Linked DNA regions of Macaca mulatta: all the other regions are linked to region 2. The links are chromatin contacts, called in public Hi-C maps. All regions are on one chromosome and are shown on one strand. The core of a region is the stretch at or near the end of the contact, and the rest is flanking DNA. Distances in the headings are between cores, read along the strand shown.

Region 1 (4,810 bases), core at 755-3,254, 320 kb before region 2:
GCCCTGAAGAGCACCAGTTTCTGGCAATGGAGATCATACTGGCAAATGTGGGATGGCTTTCTTTAGCTCATCCCTACAGCAAGGATGCTCTCTTGAGTTGCAGAGATCTGTTAGGAACAACTTAATCACGCTAAAGACATTCAGGTAATGCCTAAGGTATTCTAGTACCTAGGTTTCCTCCCAACTGCCCAATGCCAATACACCATTATCCTTAAGGACACAGATTGATTTGTCACAAACAGTCTTGTAGGCCAGGAATATACTGAATTGCCCCAAATGGTACCCAGTGGCTCTGTGCTACTAACCTCCGGCCCAGGCTTCCCCTGGGGTGGCTTGGATGACTCCAGAATCTCTGACACCATTCCTGTATCCCTCAATGAGTCCATCTGGAGAAGTCAGTGGAGTAGGTCTGTTTTTTCTTGGTGGGATTACTTATTGACTATATTTGTGCCTCCAGTAGGTTCTTCTGATATCACGTAGAAGCTGGAAGCCCTTCAGAGATTCGTCTCCACAGCTTTGCATGATGCCAAACATGGTATGGAGGCCTTGAACATTGAAAAAGCATCAATGAAAAAAGTTGTCTACAAAACCAAATGGCCCTAGAGATGCTGACATCTGTGCAAGGGGGAACCTGCGCCCTTTTCAAAAGTGAACATTGTGTGCATATTCCAGACAAAGAAGCTGAAGTTAATCAATCCATCCTTCACTTATAAAAGCAATTACAGCTTACTGACCACATAGAGTATGCCAAGTGGTCTACACAAAGTCATGTTTTCCAGGATGGGGTCCTTGGTGGAAAGCTCTGCTAGCAAGCGTTTTGGAAAATGTGATTTTAGATCTTGTCATGTGCACTTGTATTTACTGTTAGCGTAGGTTTTGTTTGCTGTGTTTCATAAAGCCAGGGGAAAGAAATTGCCGACGATCCCACCCTTTCTGACCAGCTCAGGGAACATATAGGAAGAGATGGGCATGTGAAATTGTAAGAGCCAATCAGGAAAATGGATTGCAGGATCTCTGACTGGAAATCATAGAGCCTTGACTATTCTGTGACTGAAAATCAGAGTGCCTTGACCTCTCTTTGACCTAGCCAGCTGCAGCTTTTTCCCAGCATGCTTGAACCCAAACTTGGGTCTTGAACATTCTCAGGCACTGATAAAGGTATCTAAGTTGTCGCCAAAAACACTGAAAGAAACTAGCTCTGGCCCTGAGCCAAATTCTTTAAACCCTCATATAAACTCCATACCCTGACCCCCTCACTGCAGACATATCTAGGTAGAACACCCCTTTTCTCTCCTATCCATGGGGAGGATTTCTGCAACACGATGTAAGTTCCCTCAATAAATGCTTTAGACTGATCACCTTGGCACATAGTGCTTCTTTCTTTGGAATTCCAACCAGCCCCAACTAGGACAGTTTTGGGCACTCCCTTGTGTGAACTCCCCTGCCACCACTTTCGAGGGACAAAACAGTACATATCTAATGGAATCATCTTGTTAAAAAGCAAGGGAACAACAAATACAAAATTTGTGATAGTGTTTCCTCAGATGAGAGGTAGTACAGAGAGGGACTAGAAAAAGAGTAGTATTAAATCTAAGTTGTTGTCAATCTATAGTTCTTATAGATCAGGTAATGGATTAAAAAATGTTCACACTTTAAGGCCACGCATGGACCAATGACAGCCAGTGGTTATAATTAATACCATTTTGAATATCTGAGTTCCACTGGAGTAAGGCGATGAATCAAACAAGGCCTTAGAAGAAAAGTTGCATGGGAATGCAGGAAGGTTTTGCAGAGGAGGTGAAGTTTCAGTTGCATCCCTGTTGCGTGGGCTTCAATTTCACCGTCTGAGATTTAAATAGAGGCAGGAGTCACTCAGGCTAGAGTGCAGTGGTGCAATCACAGCTCACTATTGCAGCCACCACTTCCTGGGCTCAGGCGATCCTCCCGCCTCAGCTTCGTGAGTAGCTGGGAGTACAGGTGCACTCCACAACCCTCGATTATTTTTTTTTTTAAATTTTTGTAGAGACAAGGTCCCAGCTATGTTGCCCAGGCTGGTCTCGAACTCCTGAATTCAATTAATCCTCCCGTGTTTGCCTCGCAAAGTGGGGAATTAGAAAAGTGAGCCAACACGCCCGGCCCACTAGTGTTAAAAAATAAAAACAAAAGCAAGAATCTGACAGATAGAGCCAGGGTCTCTTCAAGGGTCTCTTCATAGCCCTTCTCAGGCTTGTACGCCTCATAAGAAAACTATCACATATGACTGCAAAACCCACCTTACACCAAAAATACTTCTGCAAGGACATCTGCCCAGCAACTGTTTGTCTAACCTCAGACTGGTGTCATCCTTGTTACCAATCTTTGTAGTCAAGGATAATGATTTTAAACAATCACATAAACCTCCTCATTCTTCCTTTAAAAACCTTTGTCTTCCCTTACCTCCCTGAATAGAAACATAGTTTACTCTGGCAAGTCTATTCTTTAATGCAATTTCCTATTCCCGAATAAATTTTTTTTTTTTTTTTTTTTTTTTTTTTTTTTTTTTTGGTGGAGTCTTGCTCTGACGCCTAGGCTGGAGTGCAGTGGCATGATCTTGGCTCACTGCAACCTTCACTTCCTGGGTTCAAGCGATACTCCTATCTCAGCCTCCCAAGTAGCTGGGACTACAGGCACTCGCCACCACACCCAGCTAATTTTTATATTTTTAGTAGAGACAGGGTTTCACCATGTTGGCCAGGCTGGCCTTGAACTCCTTGTTAAATACAGTGCGTTCTAAATTTCTCTTCAAAGAACCAGTATGTCAGTACCTTCAGTTCTTTGTTCTCCATTTTAAAGTTTAACTTCCTCATTTTCCTCATCTCCTTGCTTCTAGTTTCAGTAAACGACCTTTTCCGCCAGTTCTAATCAGTAGTTCACATCTGTTTCCCTGGTGACCTGCTCCGTCCTGAGTCACCCCTAGTCACCTGCTCTGTCGTGAGTCACCCCGGTGACCTGCTCTGACCTGAGTCACCTTTAGTCACCTGTTCCGTAACCGTCCTTCGCGCCGAAACTACTCACCTCACCACCCCGGCTCTTACCCCTGCTCTCTTTAAAATAGCCAATCGGAATTAACTTAGACTGTGCGGCCCAACCCTAGCCAGCACGGGAACGACACAGCACTAGGGACTACCTGCGTCAGGGATAAGAACTCCTTCCCTTCCTTTGATCAGGTGTGCTCTAGCCATTGCTCTATCCGTGAGACGCACCCTTCTATAGAAGTAAATTGCTTTGCTGAGAAAATTTGTGCTCGAGTGTAAATATTTTTTTTTTCCTTCTTCTTCTTTTTCTGAGTCTCACTCTGTCACCCAAGCTGGAGTGCAGCGGCGCGGTCTCGGCTCACTGCAAGCTCCGCCTCCCGGGTTCAAGCGAGTCTCCTGCCTCAGCCTCCCAAGCAGCTGTGACTACAGGGGCGTGCCACCACGCCCGGCAATTTTTTTTTTTTTTTTTTTTTTTTGTATTTTCAGTAGATACTGGGTGTCACCCTGCAAGCCAGGATAGTCTCGATCTTCTGACCTCGTGATACGCCCGCCTCGGCCTCCCAAAGTGCTGGGATTACAGGCGTGAGCCACTGCGCCCGGCCAACGTCATTTTCTTTTCGAGAGTCCCCTCTGTTATTTAGCGAGACACACTACTACAATGGAGAAAAAAGACGCCTTCTCCTTCAAGCCCTGAGAGCTTCAGGACTTTGGCGAAAAGTCTGCGCCTGAAGCGACCCAGGAAGGATTCTCGGAATCATAGTCCCAAAGGCATCCCGTCTTCTGCGCAGACTCACAAGTCCCTGTGGACGGAATCCTTGAAGTGTAGTGCCGCTCAGTCCTTCCACCGGAAGTGTCCGATCGGAATCAGCCCTGTCGGAGAGGTGAGTCCGGGTTTGGGGACCCAGACGTCCAGCCCTGTTTCCCCCTCCAAACATCCAGTCCCTCTCATATTGCCTTTGAAATTAGCAGCCTCTGGGTGACCAGACCTTGGACCTCAGAGGAATCCCGGAGAAAGGTGGAACCAGCTTCGGCGTTGGGAGGGCAGGCGCGCTTACGTATTTAGTGAGGGTTTGGCGGTCTCCATAGTTACCTCCGCCGCGCGTGACGTCATAGTGGGGCGCTGAGAGGGCGTGGTGGCGTGGGGTGGGGGCTGTCCTGCTGATCCTGAATTTGGGGTCACTGGTAAGAGGAGTTGCCCATTCCAGCCAGGTGGAACGGGGAGGGGTGTCAAATGTCTCGCATCTGTTATTGTCTGCCAAAAGAAACTGCTGTGACGACCATCCCCAGTCCCCTGCTTCCCTTGGGAAGAGTAACTGCCCTTTTGTAGGACACTTGGGGACAACCCCGGCTTGTCCTGAAATTTATTGACACGGTAAATAGTATTTCCTGTGTGCCGAGGATGCAGTGAAACCAACACTGACCTACCCTTGAGAAACACAAGGTACTATGGGAGCCTTTACCAGCATGCCCCTTGACGCCTCTGTTCTGCTTTGTGGTCTCTACCGGATTTCCCCTGACTCTCTCCCCCTCCACCAACAAAACTCTCACCCGTTTTCCCCTCCTCCATATACCCACCAAGGCATGGTCATCCATCAGGAGCCCTCCTCTTTAACCTCCACCTTTCTCATAATTAATTACTCGTTCCTCTCTGTTCTCCTAGCGTTTGTTTACACTTCTGCTTACCCGTTTTTGTAAGTCCTCCTAACACTATTATAAGGCACTAGATGCTCAAGAAATATTTATTAAAGCTACTAACTTTAGAGGGACTAGGTTTTAAATGGATGAGAAGTGATAAA
Region 2 (4,294 bases), core at 83-2,582:
GAATTGTTTTTCCCTTTGTAACCTCTACCAGCCTTACTTTTTTTTTTTGAGACGGTCTTGCTCTGTTGCCAGGCTGGAGTGCAATGGCACGATCTCGGCTCACTGCAACCTCTGCCTCCCAGGTTCAAGTGATTCTGCTGCCTCAGCCTCCCAAGTAGCTGGGACTACAGGCGCCTGCCACCACGCATGCCCAGCTAATTTTTGTATTTTTAGTGGAGACGGGGTTTCACCATGTTGGCCAGGATGGTCTCGATCTCTTGACCTTGTGATGCACCCACCTCGGCCTCGCAAAGTGTTGGGATTACAGGCGTGAGCCACTGCGCCCGGCCCAGCCTTACATTTTCTAGCCTCTCCATTCCACTGAGTAAAGACAGACTTACTGACATCTGAGTCCAGTCAAATAATTTTGCAGTCACTCACTTCTAGTTTAAAGTCTAGTCCCAGCTGGTTCACAGGAATCTCAGGTTTCCCTTCCCTCTTAGATCAGGCCCAGGTCTCATGGCTTCTGGGATAGGCTGTCTTTCAGAATATCTTACTTTTCCCTCCTAAAATATAGAAATCATCCATTACAAAGTAATGACTCTGAGGAAACCTGGTGGCTGGTGCTATTGTTTCTAGAGAATACCATACTGAGGAAGGAGTAGATTAGGAGGCAAGAAAATCAGTTTAATTTGGGGCATATTGAATTGGATTTGTTTGCAAGATTTCTGTATAGGACTATCTGGGAGGCAACTCAGGATAGGGATCAGGAGTCTACAGCCTAGAAATAGAAGTTAAAACCTTGCAAGTGATTAAACATAGTTCTGGGGAAGACTGTGGATAGAGAAAAGAAAAGGTCAAGAACAGAACCACCAGGCCTACTCTTATTTTAAAAAAAGAAAGATCAGTGAATTATACTGTTAGCCAATATGTATATGGTACTTACCACTGTCATGCCAAGTGTCAGGTTCCAGCCCATACTGAGGTCCGAGGGGAGTTGTTGGATAGGTGGCAGATAGTTGAAAAAACAGTTGGGGCTGTAGACAGGTAAAATATGATTTTAGTCAGCAGCAGCTGCTGCAGCTCTCACACTGTCTGCCTCTGTCTCGGGTGCCTCCTTTACCACAGCCCTTCTCAGCAACTGGCTCTGTGGCTTCTGCCGCTCCCACACTTACAGCTATACTCCTTGGCACACTTGTTAATTCCTGGCTCCCCTCTGTCGGTCTGCAAGACGGCCAGTTCTCTCTTCCAAGGTCAGCAGTTTTTCCCTCTCTCTCTGGGCATGAGTCCTATGTACAGTGTCAGCAGGGCAGTTATACCATTTACACACAATAGTGGCTGTGAGCCAAGTATGAGCTTACACAAACAGGTTATATAACAAGTGGAGTGGTGCGCCTGCGTTGGAGACTCGCTGAGTCACACTGGCCTGCATATCTGCCTCAGCCTGTTCTTGACCAAAGCACATCCATTTTTACCTTACACTCCACCCCCTTGGCCGAGGGAAACATAAGTTTTTAGGTACACAGGCCCAATATATAGGTTTGGCACGCAAGCCTGACATATACACTTTCAGCACCCAGGGCTGATACATACACACAGGCTTGACACGTAAGTCTGACACATAGGCTCTGGGCACACAGGCCCAGTGTATACATAGAGGATTGACACATAAGCTGTAGGCACTCGGGCCACAGTAGTAATACAGGGAGCAATAATTTCAGGTTATAGTAGGCAACCACCCCATGGTGATGTTACCCCGATGTTGCTTTATATATTAAGCCAGGTTTTTTGCTTACCTACCTTTAGGGGCATTGGGGCAGGCAACAACAGGTTACCGTTTGTCCCCATACCTGGTTAGAGGAAGTCATCCTTTCTCCTATAGGTCTGGCCACATGGCCTGGCCCTACATAGGTCAGTGACTAACCACTTCTGTAACTTCTAGGTAGTTAGCCACAAGGTTAAGCCTTGATAAACTGCCCAGCTATTGGTGCAGATTACCATAGGTGTCACCTTCTTGGTGATCATCATTTACATTGCCCTGAGTTTAGCTTATTAGCTACTTTGTCCACACCTGGTATCAAACCGTAGGGTGTCAGTACTAGGCTGGGCTTCAACAGCAGTCCAGGCAGCAGTAGCACCCTGGCTAGACCTATCTGTGTACCACGCCCTATTGGGAATGCAGGGATGCCCTTCCTTAAAAGATGAAGGCTCAGGGTCTAGGGGTGCCTCAGGTCCCATAGCCTTATCTTGCATTAGGATAGTAGGTACTAAGACTTCTTGTAATTGTGCTGCTAAGGGACTTGACTTAGCATACTTTGCTGTTCCGTGTAGGCTTAGGCACCCCACTTTGCAAAAGTGGATGTCTGTGCCATCCCAGTGTGCGGGTTGTTACCTATGAGCATACCTACCCTACTGTTGGGTAAGTCATGCGCACAACGACTGTAGCCCATCCTGCCAGGCTGTCATGAGTCTAAAGGGCAGCATATGCAGTTACTAACTCCTCTGTCGAGGAATACCGGAGCTCAGCTCCTTTTCAAAGTTGGGACGAAAAATCTACTGGCATTCTAAAGAGCTCTGTGCAATGCCGTAAGCCCCAGTCAAAAATATCTGTGGTCACATGCACATCAAGTTTAAATGGGTGCCCCTGATCAGCTACCCATAGGGCTTGTGCCTGCTGAATAGCCTGTTTGGCTGCCAGGAAGGTGGTTTCAGCCGCATCATCCCAATTCCAGGCAAGAGGCTGCATTGCTGCTTCTAAATCTGCAAGAGAATCAGAGGTTAATATAATAACATCATTAATAAGATCATGACATATGTTGGGGCTATGCATATATCCCTGCAGCAATACTGTGAAAGTCCATCATCACCCTCCCATGAAGGCAAAGTGTTCCTGGCTCTCTGGAGCAATGTCCATTAAGAGGAATGCATTGGCCAAGTCCACCACACAGTGGCACCATCCCAGTTCTGTTGTCAGGTGGTCTATCAAATCCATGATAGATGGCACAGCTGCCAAGCCGTGCAAAACATCCACCCCAGCCTGTCCTCAGGCATGGGAGAGACATACACAGTGCATAAGCGGGGAGCCAAGCGGCCGATGCCAAGGTCCGAAGGTACAGGTTTCACTTTCACTGACCAGCTTTCATAACTGTCAATAAATGCAGCTCTGCCCGGAAACTTATTCAGGTTTAGGGACCAGTAGATTGCCGAGTCCACATACAGCCTTTGGTTGTCCGTTGTCCCCCTAAGTCCGGCACCTTGGCCAGTTCCCAATCAAACAGGAAAGGCTTTACATTTCTGCCTGACTGCAGCAGGTAATCTTTGAGCTGGAACGCTCTGGCGGGACCGAGTCACCCAGCAATGTCCTTTTCACGAATGACTTGCACAAGTCTGTATACGACTGCCATCTACTGACAGTTTCTGGTATTTCACTGGCATCAGTCCACACTGTAATTAAAGAAGCCAGCTTTTCCATCTCAGAGGCGGAGCAGAAAATGGATCAGCTCCTTTGTCCCAGAGAGAGAGAATTCAGGAAGGGAGGGGCTCCCCCAGATGCTACTGGCACTGCTTACCTAACTCCCGCAACTCAGTGGGGGTACAAACACTATATGAAATGTGCTTCACTATGGTAGGGAGTCTCTAGGCCCACCCTTGGGGCCCAGTGGCTGTTCATGCTCTATTTTCTGGCAGACCACTGGGTGAGCCTCTAATGGAGGTTCTTCCTCCTCCCTGCGTTGCGTCCAGCAGAGACTGGGCATGCACTTCTTGCAGCACAGTCACAAATGCCCATCTGACTCTGTTGGCAAAGGCACACTCCTCAGTGCTGTGCACTTCCAGGTGCTTCAGCTCCTTCTCCACACTTGTGGAGGGCCTGTCCAGTGTCGCCCATGTTTCCACCAGAGCCCATCCTCGCACCACGGCTGCCACTGGGTGCCACAGCTCATGCTGTGGCTGCATAGCCGGCCCGGGAGCCTGGGAGCTGGAGACCCACTCACCTCATCCTGCCCACTATGCCAAATGTCAGGTTCAAGCCCCAGCTGAGGTCTGAGGGGAGTAGGTGGATGGGGGGGCAGGGAGCTGGAAGAACACTTGAGAGACAGCAGGTAGATGGGACATGGCTTTACTCAGCAGCTCTGTCACAGTGTCAGTGCTGCATTTATACACCTCACAACAGTGTCTTAGAGCCAGGTGATGAGCCTCCCCAGGTTATGGCTACATAACTGTGATTGTATAATGCATGGAATTGTGTGCCTGCGCTCCAATCCCACTGAGTCATGCAGGATGTTTACCTCGGCCTATGCCTGCCTGGCTGCAGCAC
Region 3 (4,732 bases), core at 847-3,346, 260 kb before region 2:
GGAGATCATGAGACTCATTGTCGGGGGTGGGGGGAATGTCACAAGGTCGATTGATTAGTTGGGGTGGGGCAGGAACAAATCACAATGGTGGAATGTCATCTTTTGTGGTTCTGCAGTTACTCCAGGTCATCTGGATGTATACTTGCTGGTCACAGGGGTTATGATGGCTTTGTATCATATTGTCAGAGGCCTGACAATAAATGCATGCAGGTTAAGTACTTTGTCTATTTTTCTATTGGCTTGTTCATATTTTTATTTTTTGGTAAGATAAAAGGTCTTTGTATATAAGGAAAATCAGCTGTGTCTTTTAGATGTGTGGCATATTTTACTTTTAATTTATATTTTATTTTTACTTTTTTCATTCAAATATTTTAATTTTACAAGACCAGTTTCATTTATCTTTTCCTCCATGGCCTTTTCAGTTTTATGTCTTTAGGGTTTTGCGTTATTCTTAAAAAGCCCCTTCCCAGTCCAGTTTTCCAACCTGTCTCCCTGCTTCTGCCCTTGCCCAACCCCTTCACATTCAAGTCTACTGTTAACATAGCAGCCAAAATAATAATTTCAATACCCAAGTTTAATCATGTTACTTCTCTACTCAGAAATCTCGAATGAGCCATGCTGTGTAGCTCACACCTGTAGTTCCAGCTAGTCAGGAGGCTGAGGCAAGAGGATCACTTGAGCCCAGGAGTTTCAGGCTGCAGTAAGCTATGATCACACCACTCACTGCACTCCAGTCTGGGTGACAGAATGAGACCCATCACTTAAAAAAAAAGGAAAAGGAAAGAAAAGAGAAAAGAAAATAAACTTTCAGTAGCTTAGCATTTTATCATTTTAGAGTAAAAATACCCTTGCACTCACCGAAGGTTCTCACTCTCTCTCCACCCAATGCTCTTTTGCTCACTCAGCTCCAGAAAAACAAGTATCCTTCCTTTGCCCAAATTACTTAAAACACACCTCACTCCAGGCTTTTGCATTTGTTATCCCTCTCCCTGAAACATCTTTATTCCTGATGGCCCATTCCCTCAGCTCCCTCAATCTTTGCTCAAATGTCAATTTACTAGTCAGGTCCTCCATGAATATCCTATTTAAACTGTATCACTTCATTCTCACCCCAAATTCCCTATTTCCTTTATTTTCTCCTTAGCACTAATATTCACCATCTATACACTATATTTTTTTTGGTTTATTGCCTGCCTTGCCACCACACACACACATACACACACACACACGATTATAAATTCCATGAAAGAAAGGGCATTGTTTTGCTCAAAATTAGTTCCAGCTTCCACAATAGTGCCTGGCATAGTAGGTAAGTCAATATTTGTGGAAGAAACGGGAAGAGGGAGGAAAAAACTAAGAGCATTTTTCAACCATCAGTTTAGCAAAGATCAAAATATTTTATAACACTGTGTTGACAAATATAGGTAAATAAGAATATTGCTAGTAGATTCTATGATTGGTGATTTGGCATTAACAAAAGTACAAATTTCCCTCTTCTATGCTGTAGTAACTCCCTTTCTAGAAATGCAGACTATGGATATATCCTTACACATGAAAAATGTGAGTTCACGGTAAGTTATTGCAGCAATGTTTGAAAAAGAAAAATTGGAAACAACCTCATGGCCACCAATGGGGGTACTTTATTAATATATTACGGCACATAATACACAGTTGAATACTGTGCAGTTGTTTAAAAAGACCAAGATCAAGGAAACAGTTATGTACAGTCTTTACCAAGATCACTTGGTAAAAAGAAAAATAAGAAAGTTACAGAAATGCTACTCTTTATGCAGAGGGGAAAAAGCGCAGACAATCTATAACGGTGTAATGTATCTATGGAAGGATATACAAGTCACGAAAAATACTGTCAAACTAGACGCTGGGGGACATTTACTTTTTTTAATAAATGTATGTGAATGCATTACTTATCCATATTACTTATTTAATAATTAAACCGGAAAACATTTTTAAAAAGTAGAAATAAGACTTGCTTGCAGGCCCCGCAATCCCATCAATACGAGGTGTAGAACCCGGGTCCTCCACTGCCTAGGGCTGAGGAGGCAAGCCCTAAAGCTGCCACAGAGGCGAAGCTTCCTAGAGCGGCCCGGAAGTGCCCGGCTGAAGCGGCCGGGCGCTGATTGGTGTCTTTTTGAGTCTAGTCTTTGTTCGGGGCTGTCCAAAGGACGCTAGCTATTGCACCTGTTCCTCCCCGCGCGTAAGGTGAGTGTCTCCCGGCTCCCAGGTGGAGAAAAGGGGACAAGGCGCAGCTGTGGTCAGCAGCAACACCCTCCCCACACCTCCCTGTCGCGGGCAGAGTGTAATACTCCTCTCCCTCCCTCCGTCCCCCAACAGATCTACGGGAGAGGAGTTGGCCCGACCTTCTGGGAGAGGACGGGTGGAAGGGGGACACTGGTTGCGGGTTCCTTTGCAGAGGCATCTGATTCCCTTCCAGGGCTGGCACACATATCCTATAACCAGTGAATCCTGGGGACACAAATGGCCCATGCATCTCATAGTAACAGAATGAAGAGCCTTTTAACAAAGCAGTTAATAATACTTGGTGTTTATTTAGTGCTTACTAGTGCCTGCTGCCATGCCAGAGACATTGCATACGTTCTCATGTAATCTATGTATCAACCCTGTAACACACATGAGAATTGTACATGAGGATCTGTAGTTCTAGTCCAAATAAATAACTTCCCAAGTTACACAATAGAGCACAGATTCAAACCATGTCCCTGCATCACTGTTTATTGTTTTGTGTTGTTGTTTTCAGCTTCCTATAAGACTGTTTTCTCTGATTGACTTCTGGTGGCTTGGCTTCATTATGATGTGTTTATGTTCACAGCAATTTTTGTAATTTCTCTATGGTAACAACTTTTTATGCCTTAGGAGTGTCTCTGAGGCAGGATTCTAAGAGATTCTCTTTGACTCAATCTCTCCTGACAGAGCCCAGAATGACCACAGCCCTGGAACCTGAGGAACGAAAAGGACTTCCGATAATTAAGGCAGAAGACCATTACTGGGGACAGGATTCCAGCTCACCAAAGTGCAGTCCTCACAGGAGGGAACTCTGTAGACAGCACTTCAGGAAGCTCTGCTATCAGGATGCACCTGGACCCCGTGAAGCTCTTACCCAGCTGTGGGAGCTCTGCCGTCAGTGGTTGAGGCCAGAATGCCACACCAAGGAGCAGATTTTAGACCTGCTGGTGCTAGAACAGTTCCTGAGCATTCTTCCTAAAGACCTGCAAGCATGGGTGCAGGCACACCATCCAGAGACTGGAGAGGAGGCAGTGACTGTGCTGGAGGATCTGGAGAGAGAGCTTGATGAACCTGGAAAGCAGGTGTGAAGGGGCAGTCATCTGGCTGTGAGTGATAAGGGCATATGGATGGAGCCAAAGCAAAAGGCATATGAAAAAACATCTCAAAATATTTATACTCTAAAGAACAAGGCATAGGAAAGGACCTGACTACCTATGTCAAATAATTAAAGTGTGGCTGGGTAAAGAGAAAAAGAGTCACTAGACTGATTCTATGCCTGTTTGGAAGGCTAAGATCAATGGGAAGTTACCAAAAGGCAATCAGGTATTAGAGGAAAAGAAATAATTTTCTGCCATTCATAGATACCCATAAATAAAATAGGCTACCCCATAAGAAACTCCCTTTCCATATAGGTATTCAAGCGGAGATTCAAGTAGATGTCAAGGATATTGCAGAATAGACCTGTCCAACAGAAATGTAATGAAAGCTGTATATGTATTTAAATTTTCTAGTAGCCACATTAAAAAAACAAAAACAGGTGAAATATATTTTTAACCCACGATATTTATCTCATTTGTACTAGCCATATTTTAAGTACTCAGTGACCACATTTTGCTAGTGACTACCATATCAGACAGAATGGTTATAGAAGAAATGCTCCCATTTGCTGGAAGTTGGGCTAGATGATTTTTAAGCTACCTTCCAAATCCCAGTGCTCTGATCCTGGACTTCTGCAGATCAATGAAAGAAGAGACACTGAATTTTACTCTCTAGCGTCCTCAATTGTAGAGATTAGCCTCTGTTCCTTTTCCTAGCCATTATTGCCATTTACAATGAAATGAGACTTTGTCCCCCCTTCCTATGTCCCTGGCAGATGTTTCATTTGATTATCTGAAGTTACTTAAGTTTCCATAAAGTTCACCTTACACACCTTATTTTCCCTAGGTCCCAGGCAATTCAGAGAGACAGGACATACTCATGGACAAGTTGGCCCCCTTGGGAAGGCCATATGAATCACTGACTGTCCAGCTCCATCCCAAGAAGACCCAACTGGAGCAGGAAGCTGGGAAACCACAAAGGAATGGTAAGCAGGAACAGCTCTAAGTATATGAGGGAAGAGGTGCTTCCTTAGGTGAGAGGAGAACTTTCTCCTTTTAAAGATTCCCTGCTTGTCCTCCACCTCACTGTGGATAATTTTCTCCTGTTATTACCCTTGCTCCATGATAGAGTTATATTTTAGTTTCTCACTGGACAAAAAAAGCTGTTATTTGGCCCAAGGGATGAGGATGGAGTTTATTTAATATCCTTATAATTCTGTTGTTATCTAATGATTCTAGTTCCAAATCTCCCTAAATTTCCATTTTGAGACAGGAGAACTTATGGCACCCTGTATTGGTCAGCGAGGCCTGCCATACAAAATATCATAGACTTATGGGTGGCTTAACAATAGAAATTTATTTTCTCACAGTTC

The links. A called contact is a pair of places that touch in the nucleus more often than the background predicts.
Region 1: a contact with region 2 is called in a Hi-C map of liver, with 2.8 times the contacts expected there. The contact joins the promoter of ZNF165 here to the promoter of ZSCAN31 in region 2. A contact is called at or near these places in 2 of 14 Hi-C or Micro-C datasets (fetal cortex germinal zone and liver).
Region 3: a Hi-C map of liver shows a contact between it and region 2, with 4 times the contacts expected there. The contact joins the promoter of ZSCAN16 here to the promoter of ZSCAN31 in region 2. A contact is called at or near these places in 2 of 14 Hi-C or Micro-C datasets (blood and liver).

Annotation. Positions count from the first base shown.
Region 1 is chr4:155,310,822-155,315,631 of T2T-MMU8v2.0, reverse strand. It overlaps ZNF165 (zinc finger protein 165), which reads left to right and starts at 2,004. Exons shown (of 4, transcript XM_015135770.3): 1 at 2,004-3,895. LOC106997866 (a long non-coding RNA gene) reads right to left here and starts at 3,815. Exons shown (of 4, transcript XR_001444146.3): 1 at 3,167-3,815; 2 at 306-545.
Region 2 is chr4:154,988,102-154,992,395 of T2T-MMU8v2.0, reverse strand. It overlaps ZSCAN31 (zinc finger and SCAN domain containing 31), which reads right to left and starts at 1,332. Exons shown (of 6, transcript XM_078000749.1): 1 at 926-1,332. All of the region lies in intron 1 of ZKSCAN3 (zinc finger with KRAB and SCAN domains 3), which reads left to right.
Region 3 is chr4:155,249,192-155,253,923 of T2T-MMU8v2.0, reverse strand. It overlaps ZSCAN16 (zinc finger and SCAN domain containing 16), which reads left to right and starts at 2,096. Exons shown (of 4, transcript XM_015135772.3): 1 at 2,096-2,220; 2 at 2,950-3,344; 3 at 4,207-4,345. The coding sequence starts at 2,958. The region is part of intron 1 of LOC702796; the gene reads right to left.